Regions from separate parts of the Triticum aestivum genome. Here region 2 is linked to region 1. A link is a contact called in public HiCAR-type data. All regions are on one chromosome and are shown on one strand. Each heading gives the region's core, a stretch centred on a gene start, on an enhancer-like site or on the middle of the called end of the contact. The rest is flanking DNA. Distances are from core to core; before and after follow the strand shown. Region 1 holds the start of LOC123095876. Region 2 holds the start of LOC123095878 (glutamine synthetase cytosolic isozyme 1-3).

Region 1 (6,010 bases), core at 1,714-4,213:
CAGAGCGGGGGGGGGGGGGGGGCATCTGCAGGTTGAGCCTGATCCCCCGCTGGATCTGCCAGAACCGGTTGTGCATCTGCGCGTTGAGTCTCTACAGGATTTGATAAACTTTCTCCCTGTCAACTAATAAAACATTTTCAAAGCGGAATCCATGGGTAGACATAAGTCAATGAAAACGAAAATGCAATTCATTGGGGAACGGGTTACATGATGAATCATCCCCCTATTAAGAAACCAAAGTAATAATAAGCATACAAAAAACAGAAGGAGAAGGAAAGGCAATCCTAGGTCGATGGGAAAATGAAAAAAGCATTTCCCAAATAAAAGATGGGACTTTTTATCGAAGGTTGGAAAGTTCCATATCGAAGGTTGGAAAGTTCCATTCGTATTCGACACATTCTTCCTCAATTCTTCCATTTCCGACGTCGAGAAGCTGCCTCCGAAGGTTCGGATCGACGTCGGAAATGGAAGCGTTGACAAAGAATGTGTTGAATACGAATAAAACTTTCCAACCTTCAATAAAAGGTCCCATCCTTTTTTCGGGAAAATTCTTTTTTCATTGTCCCATCAGCCTAGAATTGCCTTTCCTTCTCCTTTTGATTTTCGTATCATTATTATTACTTTGGTTTCTTAATAGGGGGATAATTCATCGTCTAAAACGTTCCCACAACGAATTGTATTTTCTTGTTCGTTGTTTTTTGTTTACCCATGGATTTCTTTTTGAAACTGTTTTATTACATGACAGAGAGAAAGTTTTACCAAATCCTGCACAGGATCAGGCTCAACCCGCAGACGCACCACGAGTTCTACCAGATCCAGCGGGGGATCAGACTCAACCCGAGGATGCGCCCCCACTCTGCGTGTTCCACGAATTGAAGTCCCTGCCATTTTGAACCCGCCTCTTGTTCAGTCATCCATGGATCCAGGCAGAAGGCCAAAGGATCGAGTGCAAGATGGTGCAGAGGCAGCAGCCATGGGGTCTGCCAAGGGCAATTGCTCGTCTTTTGTCGATTGTCTCTGCACAATGTGGTGTGATAGCTTTTAGCAGGGCACAAATGTAGAAAGGCTCTTTTGAATAGCGTCCCTTTCACTTCATGTGAAAGTAGCACAAATTATATAAATAAGAATAAGAAAGAGAAGCTTAATGTTACCATGTTATTGGTTTTGTATGTAAAGCCTCCTGATTCGGAGAAACTAAATAGATTCAAAAACTATGAATCGTAGCCCCGAAAAAATCAATTTTGAACTTGTACTTGATTGGAAAGAATTTTGACCTGGGGACCCTAGATTTATCGGCATAAATCGGCCTAAATATTTATGGTACTTCTGAGTAAGCCCGTTCCCTAAATATTTTAGAAAGCGGAGAAGACAAAAAATTTCAGTAATCTTCTCCCTTTGGTAGGAGCAAAAGAACCCGTGAGTTGCAGCGGGAGAAAAAATTCCACACGCCCCTAATCCAATAACAATGACTCAAGACCCCAATAGGTTCACATCTTTTATTTTAACATGGCATTAGCAAAAGAACGTGCTTGTTGCAACAGGAGAGGAAAAATACCAAACACCCCTTGTAAGCTGTGGTTGTACGAGAGATAGATTGGGATCGCACGCCTCAAAGGGCTGCAGTGCTTCTCTTTATATATCACAAAGGATTAGTACAAATACAAGGTATGTACGGTATGTTAAAATCCTAAGACGTATACAACATGGATTCTAACACCCTCCCTCAATCTTAACCAGTGTCAAGAAGGTTGAGATTGCGTCGACAGACTTCAAGCAAGGAAAGTGGCAGCGGCTTGGTAAAGATGTCAACAAGTTGATCTTTAGACGAGATGAACTTGATCTGTAGTAGAGCTGGGATGTTTCTATTAGATGTCTGATTTAGTAAATGCTAAGTATCTAAAGCTGAATATGATATTCAGATTAATTTCGTTTAGTTTACTTATGCATTTCCTTCAATTATTATGTTTCTGTAGGGTCATGTTTGAATCAATCATTTTCCAGGATATGCAGCCCTATTAAACATCTTAATTGGTTCTTCCAGGATATGCAGTCCTATACCTAAAACATTGGGAAAATCGAGAGGTTTTGAACAAATACACCCCGTATATACCGCAGCTTTTTAAATTTTCTTGCTTTTTTCATCCCAGACTTTCTGAAATTCCTTCATCAAGATGGATGGACGCAGCAACAGGCGCCTTTGTGTTCTAGTACACACAAACTAACCAAATGACTCTTTTCCAAGCATCACAACATTGGAGAACAAAACCTAACCAGACTCTACATTTACACAACGAAATGCCCGAAAACATAGCCAGAAACCACATCAAGCCTTCAGCGGAACTACAAAGAAATAACTAAATCAAAGGAATGTCTGGAACAGGGAGGGCACGTACATGCTTGCAGGGGACGCCGAGCTTCTTGAGCCGGAGCGTGCGGGTCTCGAGCAGCCTCTGGAGATCGCCGCCTACAGCCTCCTCCAACTTGGCGGCGTGCGTCTCCACCCCCTTCCCGACGCCGTTCAAGAACTCCACCACGCCCACCTTGGCTGCGCAAAGGAATTCCTAATCCATTTCACCACAACGAACGGCGGAAGAACCGCGGAGTTCACGGATCAGGAGGAAAGTGACTGTACCTTGGTAGGGCTGGGCGTAGAAGGATCTCGCCGGAGCTCCGGCGCCGGGGTGGAGGAGGAGGAGGCGGCGCACATGGCATGCGCACGCGAAGGCCATGGCCCCCCGGGACGCCACGCGCGGGAGGGAGACGCCGGCCTGGACGATGCCACGCACGCAGGGAGACGTCGGCCTAGGCGGCTTCACGCACACAGGAGGGAGGCGCTGTCAACGCAGGGGAGGCGGCGGCCGTCCAGTTGAGTCACTGCCGGAGCAGAGGGGCGGTGGTACCGCGCGGAGGAGAGACGTGGTGGGATGGGGAGCGCCGCCGCACGCGAAGACGGGAAGAGGAGGATGGCTATAGGGTTAATCGGTGGGCCTTCCAGTCGCACAGAGAAAGCCCACGGATGCCTCACAGTCCAGCGAAAATGCAATTCTAGGGCCGGGCCGGGCTAATTTCGGGCGGTAAAATGAAGCCCAAGCCCTCCTATATCTGTTTTATGCTGCAAACAAAGAGCCTGGCCCAAGACGCTAACTCGCACAGGTCTGGGATTTTTGGTTGGGCTTGGGTTGGGCAGCCCATGCCTAGGTTTAGCAATTGAGGGTGATTGCGAAATCACTAGTTGAGGAGTACTCGTTGCAAAGATCACTCCCACTCTTTAGGTTACGACAAATGGCGCACATGCAGCGAGCCACTTGTCGCAACCTGGGAGTTTTTCCTTTTTTCGTAGATTTGTTTATTCAAAACGTTTTATCTCTCAAACCGTGCGTCCAAATCTCAAACCGCTTTCACTGTTGGATTCCTCGCGTCGAGATCTTCAAAACTAGATCCCATGTTGATAGGTTTGGACGAATTTTTGTTCACGAAAAAAACAGACGAAAAAACCGAACCGGGAGTACGGGTTTTTTCCTTTCCGAAAGAGGCACGCCGTGACTCCCGCGGAAGCAAAACCGTGACTCTCGCGCAAGGAAAAACAAGAAAACGCGTTTTTTTTTCATTTCCGAGGAGGCACGGCCGTGACTCTCGCGAAAGCACAATCGTGCCTCTCGCGGAAGCAAAATCGTGACTCCTGTGAAAGGAAAAAAATAGAAAACATATTTTTTTTCGTTTCCGAGAGGCACGGCTGTGACTCTCGCGAAAGCACACCCGTGCCTCTCACGGAAGCAAAACCGTGACTCTCGCGAAAGGAAAAAATAGAAAACATGTTTTTTCCGTTTTCGAGTGGCACGGTCATGACTCTCACGAAAGCAAAACCGTGCCTCTTACGAAAGCAAAATCGTGATTCTCGTGAAAAAACGTGTTTTTTCGCGCAATTTTTTTTTTTGAAAAGTTAAGAAAGACCGGTGAAAAACCAAACCGTCAAAAGAACCGTTTAAAAAGTCAAAAACACGTGCGGAAAAATAAAAATAAAACAAAATCTGAAGGGAGCGTAAAGAGCGCGACACGTGGGGAATGGCTGAGGGCGCTGATCGTTGTGAGGCTCCCGAAGGAGCGCTCGTTAACTAGTTGCTCTCGGGTGACTGAGGCTAGAAAGAGTCTACTCGAAGGCTAGGCCCCAACTCCTATTTGGCGCCCTCGACTTCAATTAAAGGGTATCCCACAAACCGGCGCACCTCTCATATTGGCCTCGGATCATTTACCTTTTTTCTTTTAAACTTTAAAAAGTGTGCGCACTGCAAGATTCGCAGTCCGAACCTCTGGTTTAGTTACAAACCGGAGTAACCACTAGGACAGCTCACCTGCTGTGCCTAGTTACTTCTTTTCTTCTTCTTTTTTGTGTCAAACCGGAGTAACCAACTTTTTTCATTTTCGTTCTTTTTTCTTTTTCAATTTTTAAATTTCATGAATTTGTCCTTTTTCAAAATTGTGTTTTTTCTTAAACATTAACTTTTCCAAATTCTTGAACTTTTATCATATTCGTGATTTTTTCCTCAAATATGCGAACATTTATATTTCGTGAATTTTTTCATCTCAAATTTGTGATTTTTTTTCAAATTCGTGAACTTTTTTCCTCAAATACCTGAACTTTCCAAATTCGTGATTTTTTCTCAAATTCATAAACTTTTTAAAATTCGTGAACTTTTTAAAATATGTTATTTTATCAAATTCGTGAACTTTTTTTAAACTTGTGAACTTATTCCAAATTCATGAACATTTTTTAAAATTGTGAATTTTTCAAATTCAAGAGCTTTTTTTCAAATCCTACCCCCCACCAGGCATACCTGGCAACCATCGACTTCAACGACGCGGCCATGCATCCTCTCCCCAACGCAAACAGCACCCTCACGTCTTCCACGCCCCTACGTGGACATTTGTAAGGCATCTTCAAAGCCCAGTTGTGAGCACCGCCAAAAAAGACATCTAAGCCCCTAATTGGGTTTTGGCACTGATGACAGGTGACTTGAGTGGTTAATGGTTTAACAAGTGTTCAACGAGTAATTAGCCCAAAAGCGTTGAAAGGAATTAGGGTTAGAGACCCACCCAAGCAAATAGTGAAAAGACGACAATACATTTCAATTTCCCATTATTTCTCATGTATTTGAACTGTAGGAAAAGCTGCAATATCAAGAGGGTGAGATTTCATATTATGATATGACACAAACAAAATCATGACAGTTTTCACTGAAAAAAGTTAACCTAAGCGTCATTACGCACAATTTGCGTACCACACATACTAGTGGAAATCGTAGATTAAGGGGTGACACAATGATCTCACCAACAACGCTTCGCAACAAGGAAGGAAACATGCACGACAAAATTACCCAGGTTCAGGTGGTGGGTATCAACCCTACTTATTGTCTTCGTTGATATATCTTATACTAGTGAATACAGATTACAAGAGTATATGATGACTCCAGAACCATAAACAGAATAGTTCCTGTACTGATCTAAGTTCTCCGCACAATTACCGAAGTAGAGTGCCTCGAACCGATAGTCAAAATCTTGTTGCTTCAGGTGGTACAAATCTCTGTGAGAAGAACTGCTGAGGAAGAGGCATGAAGAATGTGGTCCGGAAATTCAGACCGTATGTTGAGCACCACAATTTCCACTTTGTGCCAACCTTACATTCATTATTAAAGCGCACGAGCAGGAGAGAAAGCATAACATTCTGACTCCATGAACAAAGCAATTGAACAATACAGAACAACATCTCCTTGGATAGATTTACTATGCAGGGATATTACAGGGAGCACAAGCACTTCAGCTAAACAACATAGACCCTGTCAGACATCGTGCTTCACTTAACAGCGTGCATCCTAGCGATAAACTAACTTTAGCATGCCCTAACTACGGACTACTTAAGAAGACACAAAACTAAACCCATATATATACAAAAGACTCTGACTGACTGATTGGAGAGGCACAAGTGTCACAGAAAGGTCAACATATGAAGTTGGTG
Region 2 (6,010 bases), core at 2,248-4,747, 360 kb before region 1:
ATCTGGGAGAGCTTATGCAGTGTCATGATAATTAGTCTACATAGAAATACTTTAAACTCTTTATGCTTCACTCATATTTTTTAGAGAGTTGGATAGAAATTGGTAGTTGGAATGACCTTAATATGTTGGAACTAAGAATGATAAGTATGTATACGTGGTATAATAAAAAAATTGGAGGAGTGCACACTTCGGTGAGTAGCAATGGCGGTGGTGGTGTGTGATGCTCATTGTGTTTGAGCAATGTGAATGATCTTTGCTTTTTCATGAGCTTTGCATTCGGATGATGTTTGATCATAGGATATATTATGTGGGTGATGACAAACTACTTGGGATAATGTGATGCGTATTTTGGTTCATTTATAACATTTAAAATTATGAATTTGAAATGTTGTTGAATAATAGGTGGTAGAAACATAGAAAGTGAATTGTTATGATATAAAATTAGTGTTTGAGTGGGGTTCATATTTGCAAAGATAAGCATAAATTGGAAAGGGTGAGACTTTTCATTGTATGACTCTGCAAAGGCCAAAAAGTGAGATAAAAGACCACCTAAAACTACTCATTTAGTTAGGGGTATTTTTTAATTATTCCAATGGAGATTTCACCAACAAGATATTTTTTCTATGTATTTGTGCAGATGCTAGCTTCCTTAGGATTGTGTCCATTCTGACATGATTACTTAGGATTCTAAGTATTAGGTGATTCTTTGTAGAAAACTCCTAATGATTAGAGCGGTCAGTGCATCCTAATCCATCTATTTAAAAATGTTTGAAGTTCTAGGTTTGTCCTAAGTCAAACTTCTTTAAGTTTGACCAAACTTATAGGAAAATATACAATTATATTCAATACCAAATTGGCTTCATTAGATTCATCATAAGATATATTTTTCATACTATGCATATTTGATGTCCGCGAACAGGGGATAGGGGGCGGCCCGTACAACCCTATGTACCCAATGTTTGCCACTTTTTTCCTATATTTGGACCACTTCATCCACCCATAATCATGTTATGAAAATATTCCAATGCTACAATAATTCAAATATAAACATTACAGTCCAAACATTAATTTCAATAGAATGGTTCAAATTTGAATTCAATTTATTTGGGCACATTTTAGTTCTCCCCTTGAAGCGCCCACAAATGCTCAATCAGATCCTTCTGAAGATGCTCATGAGTTGCTCAATTGCAAATCTGTTGATTCATGTAAAGTCCTCAAACGTCGTCGGATTCAGATTCTGCTGTGGAAGTTGGATAGGATCACCAATGGGCTCAAATTCCATACCGTGGCGAACTTTGTCACCCTCATCCTCCACAACCATGTTGTGCATGATCACACAATGTGTCATCATCTCCCATAGCGTTCCTGCATCCAATATTTTTGCGGGTCCTCGGACAACTGCAAAAAAAACCTAGGGCACTCCAAATGCCCTCTCGACATCCTCTCTAGCTCCTTATTGTCTTTGGGAGAAGTTAGATCTGTTCTCACCCCTTGGATCAAAGATGGTCTTGACGAAGGTTGCTCGCGAAGGATAAATACCATCACAAAGATAATAGCCCATGTTGTAGTCAGGACCATTGATGGTATAGTTGCACAGAGCAGCTTCTCCCACACACACAACCTTTGCAAACAATGGAGACCGCTCCAACACATTGATGTCATTTTGAGACCCAGGCATTTCAAAGAAATAGTGTCAAATCGAGATGTCTTGTCATGCAACTACTTCAAGAATGACGTGTACTTATTGCAATGGCCATGACATTGCCCTTGTAGAGAATATGGGCGATTCTTCCATTGTCGCGCATGCAATCCAGGGATCAAAGCATACCTGACCATCCTCTTGTTTCAACGGTCCCATAATCCGTGCGGTGTCTTCGGTAGTTGGTTCTCTGAAGTATTCCAGTCCGAACACCTTGACTACCGCAGTAGCAAACCTGACCATGGCTTCGAGACATGTGGTTCGGACATTCAGATGTACTCGTCCCACAAATCTGCGATGCCACCAGCAAGCATCCTCAATGCATATGTGCACTTCTAGTAACCAGAGAATCCCTTGTTCCCAACGACATCCTTCTTCAACATGAAGTAGTCATCATAGGCATGGATATCGTTGTAGAGGCAGTTGAACACAGTTCAACTCATCGGAAATCGACGACGCAAAAAGGACTCGAATAGCTCGTCGGGGACAAAATAGTCGTCCATCAGCATCATATTCCCTCGTGCCCTATGCCGATTCAACACTCGATGTCCCTTGATCGATGCCTTGAAATTAGGGACATGTTCCACCGCACGTTCCACATCTTCAATTACCGCTTGAATCATCGATTTTTCATCCTCAAATTCGTCCTCATGCGACGAGGATGAATCCATGAACTCGACGTCGAAGTAAATTTGGTCATGACATTTAGCCGAACACTTGCTGGGCGTGGTGTCCATCATGGACAACAATGTGCGGAGGCGGACGTTACCTGGGCGGTGGCCAAACCAGTGGGGGCGTAGGTAAGTCGGGATTGGCACCCGGGCGGAGCGGCGGAGGTTTGGCAAGGCCTACGGGGCGGAGTGGGTGTTACAGCGACGGTGGCGGTCAGACTAGGTGGCGGTCAGAGCAAGGGCAGGGGGTCGAAGAGAGAAAAGCGGGGCTCTAGGTGGGTTTTTGTGTGGGCGGAGTGTGTCAGATGCCTACGTGGTGGCTATCCGGAGGTCCGCAAACCTCCTCATGTATGCTTCCGGTTTATGGGAATTCAGGCGGTCAAACCGATTCACAAACCTTTGATATATGACATTGAATGACACAAAATATCCGGATCCTAGACTTTTGGCGACGTTTTGATGATGAAGGGCGTTGGAGATGCCCTAAGGGTATGCTAGAGTTGGCTGTCCATATCATCACGGACTCGTTAGGTGAATGTATTTTGTCGTCCACGAGGTAACGATGGCACGAGAGGAATGACACGACAGGCACAAAAGTATAGCTACTCATGTCCGAAACCATATGCCTCGAAGTCATGGTCAGGTTTGCTACTGCGATGGTCACTGAGTAGCACAGTAGTCACTTTCCTACACATCCTGCAGGTGCCACTCACGTCTCACTCACGACACCATCTAACTTTGACCGATCGGGAAGATCCGTCAGGTCAGTCAGTCCACTGGGATTCGCACGGATCGGACGCCGGGACAAGAGAACGTGAATTTGCCCTTCACCACTTTTCATGCATAAGCAAAGGACCCGTAGCCATAGCCAATTTCTCCTTCCCCGACCGAGCGAATGACACTTTTTAATTAAGTAAACTCGCACAACAGAAGAGCTGGTGGTGGTGTGCGGATCAGCGAAGCGCGGTTGTCCGTACGCATGGCGTCCCGTGTACAGTAGAAAAGGTGTTCCGTGCGCGCAGGCCGCGGAAACGTACGCACGCAAGGACAGCCGTACGTACCAGCCGCCCCGGATCCGTTTCCGTTTCCCCCCGCCCGCAAAGCCCACCAACCTTTCGGGGCCTCCTCCCCGTCGCCACGCTACTTATAGAGGGGCAGAGCCAGCTACGGCGACACACTCGACCCGACTCCTCTGCCCCGCATTTCCAAGAACACCTCTCCCTTCCCTTGCTCTGCCCTCTCCATCTCCATCTCCGGCTCCGGGAAGAAGAAGAAGAGGTAGCCATGTCTCCGCTCGCCGACCTTCTCAGCCTCGACCTGTCCGGCTGCACCGGCAAGATCATCGCCGAGTACATATGGTAAGACCGCTCTGCTTCCTCATCCTCCCTCTTCCTCAGCACTGTCCCAACTCCCATCTCACCTTCCTTCCGAACAAAATAATCCACTTCATCCATTCTTGCTGGTTCTTGTAATCTCAATTTTTAGTCCAGTAAAAACCCTTCTCTTCTTGTTTTTTCCAAGTCAGGCAGGCAGGCCACAGATATTTTTTTTCCTCCCCATAAATCCCATCTGACGTTCCTTTCTAGTTTAGTTTACTGGAATATATCATCGAAAAAAAAAAGTTTACATGAATATATACTAGTGTGTTTCTCTTCTTTTTTTTGCGAAACGTACTAGTGCGTTTCTCAAATTTGAGTCCAGTAAAAAACCCTTTTCTTCTTGTTTTTTACGCCTTGATCTGTTGCCAATATGATGTTTTTTTTATTTTTTATTTTTTCTTTGGCAGACCGTTGACCCTGTGCATCTTAGCTATGCGTTGCCGCTCATCATGATTTGTATTCGCCTCATTCTAGTACATTATAAGTCAACAAAATGGGAAAATCGGCATCGTACTTTTAGGCCTTATTACTAACCTACTTCCATATAAATCTTGCCTAATCCAGGGTCGGCGGCACAGGGATGGACGTCAGGAGCAAAGCCAGGGTAAGCCTGCCTAACCCTCAATGACTCGTAGCTTTGCCGGCCGACTCCGTTTTGTCTAGCTGTGACTGTGACGGCACTGCAAGTATGATATGTTCCTAACACTTCTTGTGACCCTTTTTGACGCCTTGGATATTCACAATCAGACGCTGCCCGGGCCCGTGGAGGACCCCAGCAAGCTTCCAAAATGGAATTTTGACGGCTCCAGCACCGGCCAAGCCACGGGTGACGACAGCGAAGTCATCCTCTGGTAAGCCCTTGACTGCACCCTTCAGTTAACCATGCCTTGGCTTGCGTGCCATGAGGCTGAGCTAATCTGAATTTCATGTGTTGCTCCTGCCAAGCCCTCAAGCCATCTTCAAGGACCCATTCAGGAGGGGGAACAACATCCTGGTAAGATCAAAGATCCTCCTCTTTCTTTTTTCATGAATACCAGATTGTTGTTCCACCTACAGTAATTTTTGTATTGTTGTGGCATCTGGCATGGATCTTTGTATTGTTGTTTATTTGTGTAAATGATTTCTCAAATTTGTTCATGAATACCAGATTTTTTTAACATGATTTTTAACCTTGTGTAGGTCATCTGTGACTGCTATGCGCCTAACGGAGAGCCGATTCCGAGCAACAAGCGGTACAACGCGGCGAGGATATTCGGCCATCCTGATGTCAAGGCTGAAGAACCATGGTCAGTATATATCAGCTGCTCTCTCCTATAGAAATTAGTCGACTACTTTGATTTTTGCACATAATTTAATTTAGGTGGCAATTAATCTTGTGCGCCCCTCTTGTGTTGCCTGAAATGTAAGGTATGGGATTGAGCAAGAGTACACCCTTCTTCAGAAGGACACCAACTGGCCCATTGGCTGGCCACTAGGGGGTTACCCTGGTCCTCAGGTAACTTAACTAGACATGTTGCATATTGCAGCACTCTTATTAAGTCTTAGCCAAGATCACTCCACTAAGTAAGGGAGGAAACTTGGCTGTAAATGATGTTAGCTTAGCACTAACTGATAACAGTTCAAAAATGCTGGGCTGATGGTGACACTGACAGAGCAAAATGTGTGTGACAGGGACCTTACTACTGCGCCGCGGGTGCGGAGAAATCTTACGGGCGCGACATCGTCGACGCGCACTACAAGGCCTGCCTCTACGCCGGCATCAACATCGGCGGCATCAATGCAGAAGTCATGCCAGGACAGGTAGTTTCAGGCGCAGAAATACCTTCCCCTTTTCCTATCAAAATTGTTCATGGCCTGATTTCTGTCTGAACCAGTGGGAGTTCCAAGTCGGCCCTTCCGTCGGCATCTCGGCCGGCGACGAGCTCTGGGCGGCTCGCTACATCCTGGAGGTAAATATAAACTGCCTCACCTAGCTGAATGAATCAAATCAAATGCAGCTTTTGCTGATAAGAACATTTTTTGCTTTGTGTAACCCAACAGAGGATCACTGAGATTGCCGGTGTCGTCGTCTCCTTCGACCCCAAACCGATCCCGGTGAGCATTTCTTCTTCTTTTTGTGCCAGAAGTGTACCTTGATCTGCACTGACCAGCTAGTCATTTCTTACATGTGTGTGATTGCAGGGAGAGTGGAATGGTGCTGGTGCCCACACAAACTACAGGTAAGATATAACGAGCAAGCGAACGAATGCATCGCCGTCTAG

What was found. HiCAR-type assays count read pairs that join an accessible place to other places.
Region 2: a HiCAR-type map of leaf shows a contact between it and region 1, with 5 times the contacts expected there. The contact joins the promoter of LOC123095878 here to the promoter of LOC123095876 in region 1. A contact is called at or near these places in 3 of 5 Hi-C or Micro-C datasets (leaf and an unstated tissue) and 1 of 1 datasets of contacts at active chromatin or transcription factors (leaf).

Annotation. Positions count from the first base shown.
Region 1 is chr4D:23,035,720-23,041,729 of IWGSC CS RefSeq v2.1, reverse strand. LOC123095876 reads right to left here and starts at 2,963. Exons shown (of 3, transcript XM_044517449.1): 1 at 2,633-2,963; 2 at 2,394-2,545. The coding sequence starts at 2,729. It overlaps LOC123095875, which reads right to left. Exons shown (of 2, transcript XM_044517446.1): 2 at 5,706-6,010.
Region 2 is chr4D:23,397,620-23,403,629 of IWGSC CS RefSeq v2.1, reverse strand. LOC123095878 (glutamine synthetase cytosolic isozyme 1-3) reads left to right here and starts at 3,497. Exons shown (of 12, transcript XM_044517452.1): 1 at 3,497-3,728; 2 at 4,314-4,353; 3 at 4,497-4,600; 4 at 4,695-4,743; 5 at 4,929-5,035; 6 at 5,157-5,244; 7 at 5,421-5,549; 8 at 5,624-5,698; 9 at 5,790-5,843; 10 at 5,931-5,968. The coding sequence starts at 3,655.